Linked DNA regions of Triticum aestivum: region 1 is linked to region 2. A link is a contact called in public Hi-C data. All regions are on one chromosome and are shown on one strand. Each heading gives the region's core, a stretch centred on a gene start, on an enhancer-like site or on the middle of the called end of the contact. The rest is flanking DNA. Distances are from core to core; before and after follow the strand shown.

Region 1 (5,512 bases), core at 1,367-3,866, 360 kb after region 2:
TTCTAACAGCTACAGGAGAACCAAAAAATCTTTCTGAGGCCTTACTGATCCAAATTGGAAACATGCTATGCAAGACGGATATGATGCTCTTGTTGCTAACAATACCTGGCATTTAGTGCCTCCTAGTTCAAATAAAAATATTATTGATTGCAAATGGGTTTATCGCATCAAGAAACATGCTGATGGCACCGTGGACAGGTACAAAGCACGTCTTATTGCAAAAGGATTCAAACAACGATATGGTATTGACTATGAGGATACTTTCAGCCCCGTGGTTAAGGCTACCACTATCACAATTGTTCTTGCAATATCAGTTTCTCGAGGCTGGAGTTTAAGGCAGCTAGATGTGAAGAATGCGTTTTTACATGGTGTTCTGGAAGAGGAGGTTTACATGAAACAACCACCAGGTTTTCAGTCTTCGGCTACTCCAAATTATATTTGCAGACTTAATAAAGCATTATATGGTCTGAAACAGGCTCCTCGAGCTTGGTACTCTCGCCTAAGTTCCAAGTTACACACACTTGGTTTTCTTCCCTCCAAAGCTGATACTTCGTTGTTCCTTTTTGATAAGCCAGGACTCACTATGTTCCTCTTAATTTATGTTGATGACATCATTGTTGCAAGCTCCTCTGATTCGGCCATATCAACTCTCCTTCATCACTTAAGTTCGGATTTTGCTCTCAAGGATCTTGGAGATCTTCATTATTTTCTAGGTATTGAAGTTCACAAACAGTCCAATGGGCTGCTTTTAAGTCAAGAGAAATATGCTACAGACTCACTGGCTCGTGTTGGTATGAGTTCTTGCACGCCATGTCCAACACCTCTCTGCATTACAGAAACATTACGCTTGACAGATGGCTCTCCTCTTGGATCTAAGGATATTACACATTGTAGGAGCATTGTGGGGGGACTCCAGTATCTGACACTGACTCGCCCTGATCTTTCTTTTTCAGTTAATAAGGTCTGTCAGTTTCTTCATGCTCCTCCTACTGCACATTGGACTGCTGTTAAACACATTTTGAGATATATTCAAGGCACAAGTAAGGTTTGTCTTACTTTCCAGAGGTCTAGCTCCTCCCTTCTCAGTGCATATTCAGATGCAGATTGGGCAGGTGATTTAGATGATAGACGCTCTACTGGTGGATTTGCTATATTTTTTGGGCCCAATCTTGTTTCTTGGAGTGACAGAAAACACCCTACTGTGTCCAGGTCAAGTACAAAGGCTGAATATAAAGCCCTTGTAAATGCCACTCCTGAGCTTATTTGGGTTGAAGCACTGGTTCGTGAACTTGGTGTTTCCCTTCAGGAGAAACCATGCATATGGTGTGATAATCTTGGTGCTACCTACCTGTCTGCCAATCCAGTTTTTCATGCCTGTACAAAACACATTGAGATAGACTTCTGTTTTGTTCGAGAATGGGTTGCTCGCAAGCAACTTGATGTCCGGTTCATATCACGCAAGGATCAGATTGTAGATGGTTTCACAAAAATGTTATGTGTAAAAAATTAGATGAGTTTAAGCACAATCTAAACCTCTCCCAGGTCTAGATTAAGGGGGGGTATTAGAGTTATTCTAATATACGTATTGGGCATAGAGTAGTACTCTACCCCAATAAGTATCCTCTTTGTATACGCCACCACGGGGGCTCTTCCTATGTATATAAATACGTAACGAGCTACCCCAAAGGATACGTCCGTTCACCCTAAAAATCAACACACGCCATAGTTCAGCTCCATAGGAGCCCATCAGTGCGGCCCATAAGCCATGGGCCGGTACCCCGAGGACCCCTTAATACATGACTCTCTCAGCCGACACTAACAACATGGATCCTGATGCCGAGTAGTGGTTCTAGATGATGTGTTCCAACATCAATGTGTGCCATAAAGAACTTTGACCCAGTCTATTTATCGACTATGTTTGAATTTTTGAGTTGTTGAACTATTTCTACTCAATATTCATGGGTAAATGAAACCGTTTGGCTCCACATTTGTAACTAAATGTGTACAATACGACAAAAATAGTGAAAAATGGTATGCTAGACAAATGGGAAACGACAATCGAAGGACGCCCTATTTAACGGATACACTAGCGCTGCCCACGAACAAATGAAAATGTTTGGTTCCCAGGATTTTTTTTAAGTTGCTCCAGCTTTGAAAAAAAATCTGTCCTCCGCCACTGAAACGAAGGACGGGTTTGAGTGCATCCCCTGAAGATGACCCTAGTTTTTTGCAGTCTATGTTGTTCATAAGTTTGATCAATCGTGCCTCAGCAACATGTTCTTGCGTCTACCATCGTAAACAGGAGCGATTTTTCCTGTCGGCATCATCTTTTGTAGCGACCCAATGCAGCTTGGGATTATAGAAGAAGCTTAGCTTAAGAATTATAAGATCAAGACGTAGTACTGGTGTTAAAGTCGCAACGGCGACGATGTGAACGCCCATCTCATCACAAAACCCCCGTGAAGCCGTTAAAACCCCACCCTTCCAGATCCCGTAGGACCCCGAGCAAAAGGCAACAACCGCAATCTGGCCAGCCAATGAGACTCAGCCATGTCAGCAGAACCTCGCCACGTCCGCGCAGGATCATGGGAAAAAAGTGCCTCGCCTTTGCTGGCCCCGCGCCACCCTGCTCGCGGCCGCGGGAGATCCCCTCGCTTTCCCTCCAAATAGCTTCTCCCGTGCTCATGTCCCCATGCCTCTCGCCCATTTTGCAGGGAGCACCTTGAGGTAGCAGTAAAGTATTTCCGAGGCCATGGCTAGCGGCGGCGGCGGCGACCGGCGGCGGGGCTCGTGCCGGGCCAAGGGGAAGAAGAAGAAGAAGACCAAGTACCTCAGCCTCAGCCGCCACCTCGCCAAGGCGGTGGAGGTCCACAGGCCTGCTGAATCTCTGTCGGTGGAGGATTCCTTGCCGCCACCCTCGGCGTTGCCGTCCCCGTCCACGGAGGAGGCGGTGGAGGATGGATGCGGGCACGAGCAGCAGCAGCTCGAGCCGTTCACGCTGCATCCTGAGGCGCCTTCGACTCTCTTCGCGGCGGCGCCGTCGCTCACTGACATCCTCGGCGTGTCCTCCTCCTCCTTTTCCGGCGGCGGCGAAAGGGGTTCACCGTCGTGCACCCTCTCCCCGGACGCCTCCGCGGGGACTGCTGGCGGGAAGGAGGAGGACCTTGCGCGGCGCGCGCTCCGGGGGAGGGAGCGGTGGGTGTACTGCAGGAGCAGCTCCTCTTCGCCGAGCGCGGCCACTGCGACGACCACCACCTCATCCTCCTGCTCGTCGGCCGCGAGCACGGGCGCCGCCTCCGCGCGGTCGCCGCTGCTCAAGCTGGACTACGACGAGATCCTGGCCGCCTGGGCGGGCCGCGGGTCCCTCTTCATCGGCGGCACCGCGAGCCACGTCACGCCCAAGCTGGAGCTCGATTCTGTAAGCCTACGACCCCCTTTGTCCTCTCGGAGTCGGAGGGACGATGCGCGCTCGTGAATCCTGACACGGGGTGCGTTGCAGGAGGTGTTCGTGGATGTGGCGCCGCCGCCGCAGGCGGCGACGTGGAGCTCGCCGGAGGTGTCCGGGAGGGCGGAGAGGGTGAGGCGGTATAAGGAGAAGCGACATGCCCGGCTGTTCTCGAAGCGGATCCGGTACGAGGTTCGCCGGCTCAATGCCGTCAGGCGGCCGCGCTTGAAGGTAATTTTTCGCATCGCGTTCGTGCCGTACCTGAACTTGTTGCAATTTCCTTAGTGAGGTTGTGATCTACATACTGCATTAGTAATGATCTCAACTGCAAAACTGCGTTGATGGGAATCTGGCATAGAGAGCATGTTTAGATTCTATACCTCAGGGAATCTGTTTGTAAATCGTTGATTAGAGAATAGAGATTCAGCTTCTGGTCCCAGCGACAATTGAATGAACTCATCATACAGAGGCCAAATTTCGTGTTTTGACCCTTTTGGTATACAAATTCAGGATTTGACCCTGGTTGCAAAAAAATTCGAGATTTGACCCTTTCGCTACCGCCAGGGGTACATGCGGTAGGGTTACACAGCCTACCGCCAGAGCCTCTGGCGGTAGAATGCGACGGAGGGGACGGCGGCCGTTTGCCCGAGCTGACGTGGATAAGTACCCTACCGCCAGGTACCTTGACAGTAGGTTGTCTAAACCTACCGCCAGCACCCCTGGCGGTAGGGTGCGGCTCGGTTTTGCCTCCCAAACTTTCTGTGACGAAATACCAAAGTGCCCTGGCGGTAGGTTCACCCTACCGCCAGGGGGGTTGGCGGTAGTCTGTGCGACCCCGCCAGAGGCCGTGGCGGTAGGGTCCTGTGTTTTATTTTTCCAAGTTCAGTTGCTTGCTTCTTTTCAAATTCAATATGACATCAGTATCACAGATAGATAAGCACAACAGCAAAAAGTGTTTGCATATGAAATTATGATAACCTCACACTTATAGATAGTAAAAATGATGTATCCATTAAGTTCAACATATCAAAATAGGTTCAACTACTAACATAGGTAGCAATAACAAGACACCGAGTAGTTCAACATAAGACAACAACTTTAACTTAGCAAGTTCAACATCACTAGTTCCTTCCCCTCCCCCTCTTGGCGGCACGCTCCTCGTTTGTCTTCGAGCGGCCCTCGTCCGGCTTCTTCGAGTGCCGATCGCCGGACCAATGGGGGGCCTCCTGAAACACGAACATTTTGTTATGAACATATAATCATATCATGTTAAACCGTTCAACTAACATCAATCATATCATATTCAACAAATGTAAAAAAATATTATGAATATGAACTGCGGTTCATCTTCAAACTAGTTATTCTATCCTATTATGAATATGAACATTAACCAATCAATTTCAACAATTGTAAAAACATATATAAAAATTACCAACATATTCATCTTCAAACCACATCACCTCATCACCTTATCTTATGCCAAATAGGTTCTATCCTCAAACTAGTTAACAAATTCAACATATTCAACCACATCACCACATCAACTCATCAATCATATTCAAACATATTTAACCTCATCAAACATCAATAAATAATTCAAAAAATATTAACATGAACTAGGGTTCATCAACTATATAAAATAGGCTCTATCATAGTCAACTTCAACCACATCACCACATAAATCATATTCAACTACATCAAACATCATATTACTCCTAATTAAACAAACCTAAAAACAACAAAAATCAAAATCTACTAGATGAAATAGGGTTCATCTTGTGCCTAATAATGCGTCGAATCGACAGCTTCTTAACTAAAACGAATTGGAGGGATTGAGAGAGCTTACTTTTCTCATTTCGGAGCCATCTCGATCCGAAAAAACCGTTCACAAACGAAGAAGATCGGATGGGGAGTGGAGGGGATGAGAGAGGCCTTCCCCTCTCTGTTCTTGCGGGCGGCGGCAGGGGAGAAGAAGATGGGGGCTGGGTTCGTGGATGGGCCCCACGAGCCGGCCCCCGCGGGGTTATAACGGTTCGGCACTTACCGCCATGGACATTGGCGGTAGGG
Region 2 (5,025 bases), core at 1,441-3,940:
GCTTCAAGATTGCCTTTACATTTTAGGGCTTAAGTGATTGTTTGTATATTTTTTTGGGTCCATTTATGCAAAGGATCATCTGTTACTTTTTTGCTAGCCCCCTGGCGAAGCGGTGTAGATGTTGTTTGGTGGATAGAGTGAAATGCCCATTTGGTTGAAGATTGCCTATACACATTAGGGCATCAGTGATTGTTTGTATATTTTTTGGGTCGATTCATGCAATGATCATCTGTTACTTTTTTGCTAGCCCCCCGGCGAAGCGGTGTAGATGATCATTTGGTGGATAGTGTGAAATTTCTGTTTGGTGACTGCTTCTATTCTCTTTTATCTGGTCTTTGGCTGATTGATTTGGAAGTTGATGCCGCTGCTGGAAATAATCATTAGTCTGTAGTTTTTGTAGTATGCTTCTTCACGACATTCTTGATGACATCGAAAGTACTAGTTTAGCTCCCCCCCCCCCCTAGTAGCCTGATTCTTGATGAGGCCTTGATTCGGAAGTTACTTTTATTTGTGGTGGCCTCTGTTTCAGTAGAGATCATTCTAGTTTCCCCTTTACCAGCAAATTATGGTTATGTTCTACCAAAATTAAAATGATAATTGTCTAATATATTTAATGCCTTTTTGCTGTAAGCTTTAGGATGTTGTTAAGTCCATGACACGTTCGCCCGTTCACCCTTTTTAGGCTTCCGGATTGGGGGACGCTAATGAAACCGAAACCCAGCATGCTTCCGCTGTGGGGGACGCTAATGAAACCAAAACCCAGCATGTTCATGCACGTCCAAGCTCGAGGATACCATGGGGTCTCAGTCTCAGAGAAGAGAAACTTGCGGGATCACAAACGTAGAATTCTTGCAGCAAAATATGAGCTGAGAGGAAAGCTTTATAAGGCTGTCTGTAGGGACCCTGAACTTCCATCAGATATGCGGGATAAGTTTCGCTATAAGTTGTCCAAGCTGCCAAGAAATAGTAACATGACACGTCTTAGAAACCGCTGTATTTTCACGGGCCGCTCTCGTGGTGTCTACCAGAAATTCCGCATGTCCCGTATCGTGTTCCGCACCTTGGCAAATAAGGGTGAACTGATGGGTGTTAAGAAAGCGTCTTGGTAGATGTTAAGAGCTGGGTAGAACAAAGAACTAGCTCTTCAGTAGTCCAGCAAAATAAGGTTGCCCTCTTTCAGTGTTTGATTCCTGAAACTATTTGTCAAGCTTTGTTTTGCCAGCAAACGGCATGGTTTTCTCTTTATTTAGTTGAAGCAGTGTAATGTACTGTTTTTCATGCTATTCAGCATTTATGAAGCTAAAGATTCTATTGTTCAAGGTTTCTAAAAGCTGGCTGTTTGATTCAATATTTATCTGATCTGACTTTATTTGATGTGTGCACTGAGATTTTATATCTGATTCTCTGTTATATCATATTGTAATTAAGCTTGTCTGTTGACTGTTATAACCAGTAAAGGCTATAGTGGAAGTGCCACCATGTGCCTGTCTAACTTATAATCTAAAACATGATCTGATATAAGGCACATGAAAATTTGACTAATAATTGCAACTCCCCTTAGTCAGAAGAAACTGGAAACAGAAATCAGATGTGGTTGGTTTCTTGGTCGTTTGTCACTTGTGCAAGCATCATCTCATTTCACATACCTTCAAGTGTTTGAAATGCCTTCAGCCCTTTGCCTTTGCATTGGGCTGACGACTGTAGTGTCGGAGAGATATAAACACATTCGTCCTTCCAGGTGGATCCAAGACAGCCGTGATGAGTTCACAAAGGAGCGCCTTGACTCCATCAACGACGAGTTCAAGCTGTACCGCTGCCACACCATCAAGAACTGCACGCATGCCTGCCCCAAGGGACTCAACCCGGCCAAGCAGATCGATACAATAAAGAAGTTGCAGCTCGGAGCCTGAGTGAGGTCTACTACACCGTGGAGATGTCGAAAGTTGTAATCAGCCTGTCATTTGGTTTGTTTTGGCTCCGTGGTGACGAATAATGGCTGGAAACGCAGGATATTCCCCGCTTGACGATTCCGTGTAGGGCGTGAATAATTGCTACCAGATTTTATTCTTTTCGTGCTGTATCTAGTTTGGTGGTTCACCGTTGATCATCTTTTGATGTCCATGCATCAAGTAATTCATAAACTTTTGAATTGGTACCAACTTTTGGATGTTGCATATGTGTTGTTTGCTTCCTTTGTCTCAGGAACATAAGCGCTTACAGTGTTACAGAGTTTACGTCGTCGGCACAGCTTAGCGCACCCTCCCATCGCTCACCGCTCGCGTTGCCTGCCAATACAGAGGCAAGGGGGAAAGCGGTGGACTGGGCTTGTTGTCGGCGTTAGACGAAGAGGAAAGCAGTCGAATGCACGCCGCGGAGCACGAAGATGAACGTCATTACGTGCACTTTTAACTGAAATCGCCGTAAATACCTAGCGACGTTTCAATCCAGATGATCTCCGATCTTGTCCTTTCTTAGACGAATAAGATCTTGTCGTTTGGTACCATAGGGCATTCTAGAGTACACTTATATTCCTAGCGCGAGATATCTCAATTTCCGATTCATTTCAGCACCCTCTACTCCACTTCCTCTCATCATCAAAGTCTCCATGTAAATCGTATGGTCCCCACCTCGTTGCTCGCACAGCCAATGGCATTGCAAGTTGCAGGCCGCGAGATAAGCTTTCAAACCTCGATCGCACACTCGCCGCACAAGATAAGCTAGCCACATCGTTCATTCTAGAAACTCAGGGAGGGCATTGCATTACACACTCGCGCACCTCACAACACCCCTCCATCCACCTTTTGCCAGCGTGAGAGCTTCTTCTTTCTTGCGAGGGAGAGGTCAGCGAGCAACCAGGGAGCTAGGCGTCAATGGCGACCATAGCCACGATGACCATGCTCAAGCCCGCCAAGATCACGGCCAGGTCGGCGCCTTCCTCGCCGTCGTTCAGCGCCAAGGTGGCGTCGCCGAGCATCTCGCTGCGCAGCCTGCAGAAGAACGCGGCCAAGAAGGGAGCCCTGGCCGTGTCGCCGGCGGCCGCGGCCATGGCGAGCGCCTTCTTCACCTCGCTGGCCTCGTCGGACGCCGCGATGGCGTCGCAGCGGATCGCGGACGTGGCGGCGGTGGCGCCCGCGGACGACAACCGGGGCCTGCTGCTGCTCTTCGTGGTGGCGCCCGCGCTCGGGTGGGTGCTCTACAACATCCTCCAGCCGGCGCTGAACCAGCTCAATAAGATGCGGTCCGAGAAGGCGCTCGTCGCCGGGCTCGGCATCAGCGCCGCCGCGGCCGCCGGCCTGGCCGCCGCGCCGGAGCCGGCCTCCGCCGCCGTGCAGGAGCTCGCCGCGCTGGCGGCGGTAGCGCCCGCCGACGACAACCGGGGCCTGCTGCTGCTCTTCGTGGTGGCGCCCGCCCTCGGATGGGTGCTCTACAACATCCTGCAGCCGGCGCTGAACCAGCTCAACAAAATGCGGTCCAACTGAGCGTCGTCGTCGTCGTGGCATCGCATGCGGTCCGGCCGAGTGGGTTCGTATGTGTGTGTTCGTCTATTAAGAGTCGTGGTAGTAGCGTGGAACGTGGTGTGAGTGCCTGCTTGCATACTCTCTAATCTTGTTCCTTCCATTGATCAAATGCAGTACAGCTCTTCTTGTTTTCTCTTCTGCTACGTTCAGTCCAATGTTCTCTTCTGCTACGTTGCATGCTGGATTGGGTTTCTAGGGCAACTCTAATCAATCCTGTAAAAATAAAGGAGGATCCTTAGCCAAGTGTTTTTTTTTTACTTCAGATTTGGCCGGTCCGAGCCGATCGGCAATATATAACGGAGTTACTTTTCTGGTTTATGCATTTCGTGGAACAGTAATGCTACACGTACAAATGAGTTACGGAGTTTTACAAAGAAAGTTAATTTGATGGGTCAATAGATAGGGAGGCGGTCCACCCCTCCTGAAAATCAGGAGGAAGCAAGTTTGTGATTGGTTAGTAGATGAAAAAAGTTCGTAAACTCATGTATTTGTTTGTATGTCTATCATTTTTTTTCGTGGAACACCGTCATGTGTGTCCGCGGCGATGCTGACCATGCCGAAAACGCCGGCGTCCGCCATCGTGCTCATGCTCGGCGAGGATGGAGGGCTGCGTTGGGGTCGTTGTAGGGCCACCCATAGAAGTCCTCGGCCATCGCCCATGCACGTCTTCCTAGCCGCATTCCTGCCGGCCTCCGCGGTGGTTCTGTACCTCGTGATGTAGCCGCGCTCCGTGTACCTCGTCGACTACGCTTGCTTCCACACCAAGCCCAGCCACTGCGTCCCCTTCGGCACATTCCTCGAGCACGCCAAGCTTGTCACCTTCATTGAGGGGGGCTCCATGACGAGCGCAGCGTCCGTTTCATGACGTGGCTGCCGGAGCGGTCCGGGCTCAGGAAAGAGATGTGCCTGTCCCCGGCGCACCACTTCATCCCGCCGTACCGGAACTTGGGAGGCCTCACGCGAGGAGGTGGAGCTCGTCATCTTCTCCGCCATTGACGATCTGCCCCGACGCCATTGACTTCCTCATTGTCAACTGCAGCCTCTTCGCGCCCATCCATTCTTCACCAACATGATCATCCACAAGTACAAGATGCGCAGTGACATCTCCAAGGTGCACCTCTCCGGGATGGGGTGCAACGCGGGGGTGGTCGTTAGGTCGAGTTCGTCGTCCATGAGGTCACCGGCGAGGTCGCTGACGAGGCCGGAGGTCGCCACCGTCGATAAGGGAGCTTCACGCTAGTCGCCGGCCGGCCACAAGAAGACCTTTACGTGAAGAGAATTTATCCTCGGCCGCCGTCAGACGAAGTATATTTAAGGATTTGATAGGTGTAAGAAAAGAAAACCGACTAGATGCGGTATAAGAAAGGAAAACCAAATTTATCTTCCCTTACGACCGGATAGATCGATTTGAATTACCCTTACGAGGTGCTTTGACTATAGGCACGACGTGCCAAGAAACTTTCGAAAGCCTGGGCAAACCGCAAGTCACAGAGTGTCTAGGATGTCA

Evidence for each region. A called contact is a pair of places that touch in the nucleus more often than the background predicts.
Region 1: a Hi-C map of leaf shows a contact between it and region 2, with 3 times the contacts expected there. The contact joins the promoter of LOC123159788 here to the promoter of LOC123157070 in region 2. A contact is called at or near these places in 3 of 5 Hi-C or Micro-C datasets (all in leaf).

The regions. Positions count from the first base shown.
Region 1 is chr7B:399,445,974-399,451,485 of IWGSC CS RefSeq v2.1, forward strand. LOC123159788 reads left to right here and starts at 2,617. Exons shown (of 3, transcript XM_044577616.1): 1 at 2,617-3,418; 2 at 3,500-3,676. The coding sequence starts at 2,753.
Region 2 is chr7B:399,085,043-399,090,067 of IWGSC CS RefSeq v2.1, forward strand. It overlaps LOC123157070 (photosystem II core complex proteins psbY, chloroplastic), which reads left to right and starts at 2,691. Exons shown (of 1, transcript XM_044575313.1): 1 at 2,691-3,775. The coding sequence starts at 2,871. The coding sequence ends at 3,479. LOC123156079 (succinate dehydrogenase [ubiquinone] iron-sulfur subunit 1, mitochondrial) reads left to right here. Exons shown (of 2, transcript XM_044574241.1): 2 at 1,739-2,159. The coding sequence ends at 1,910.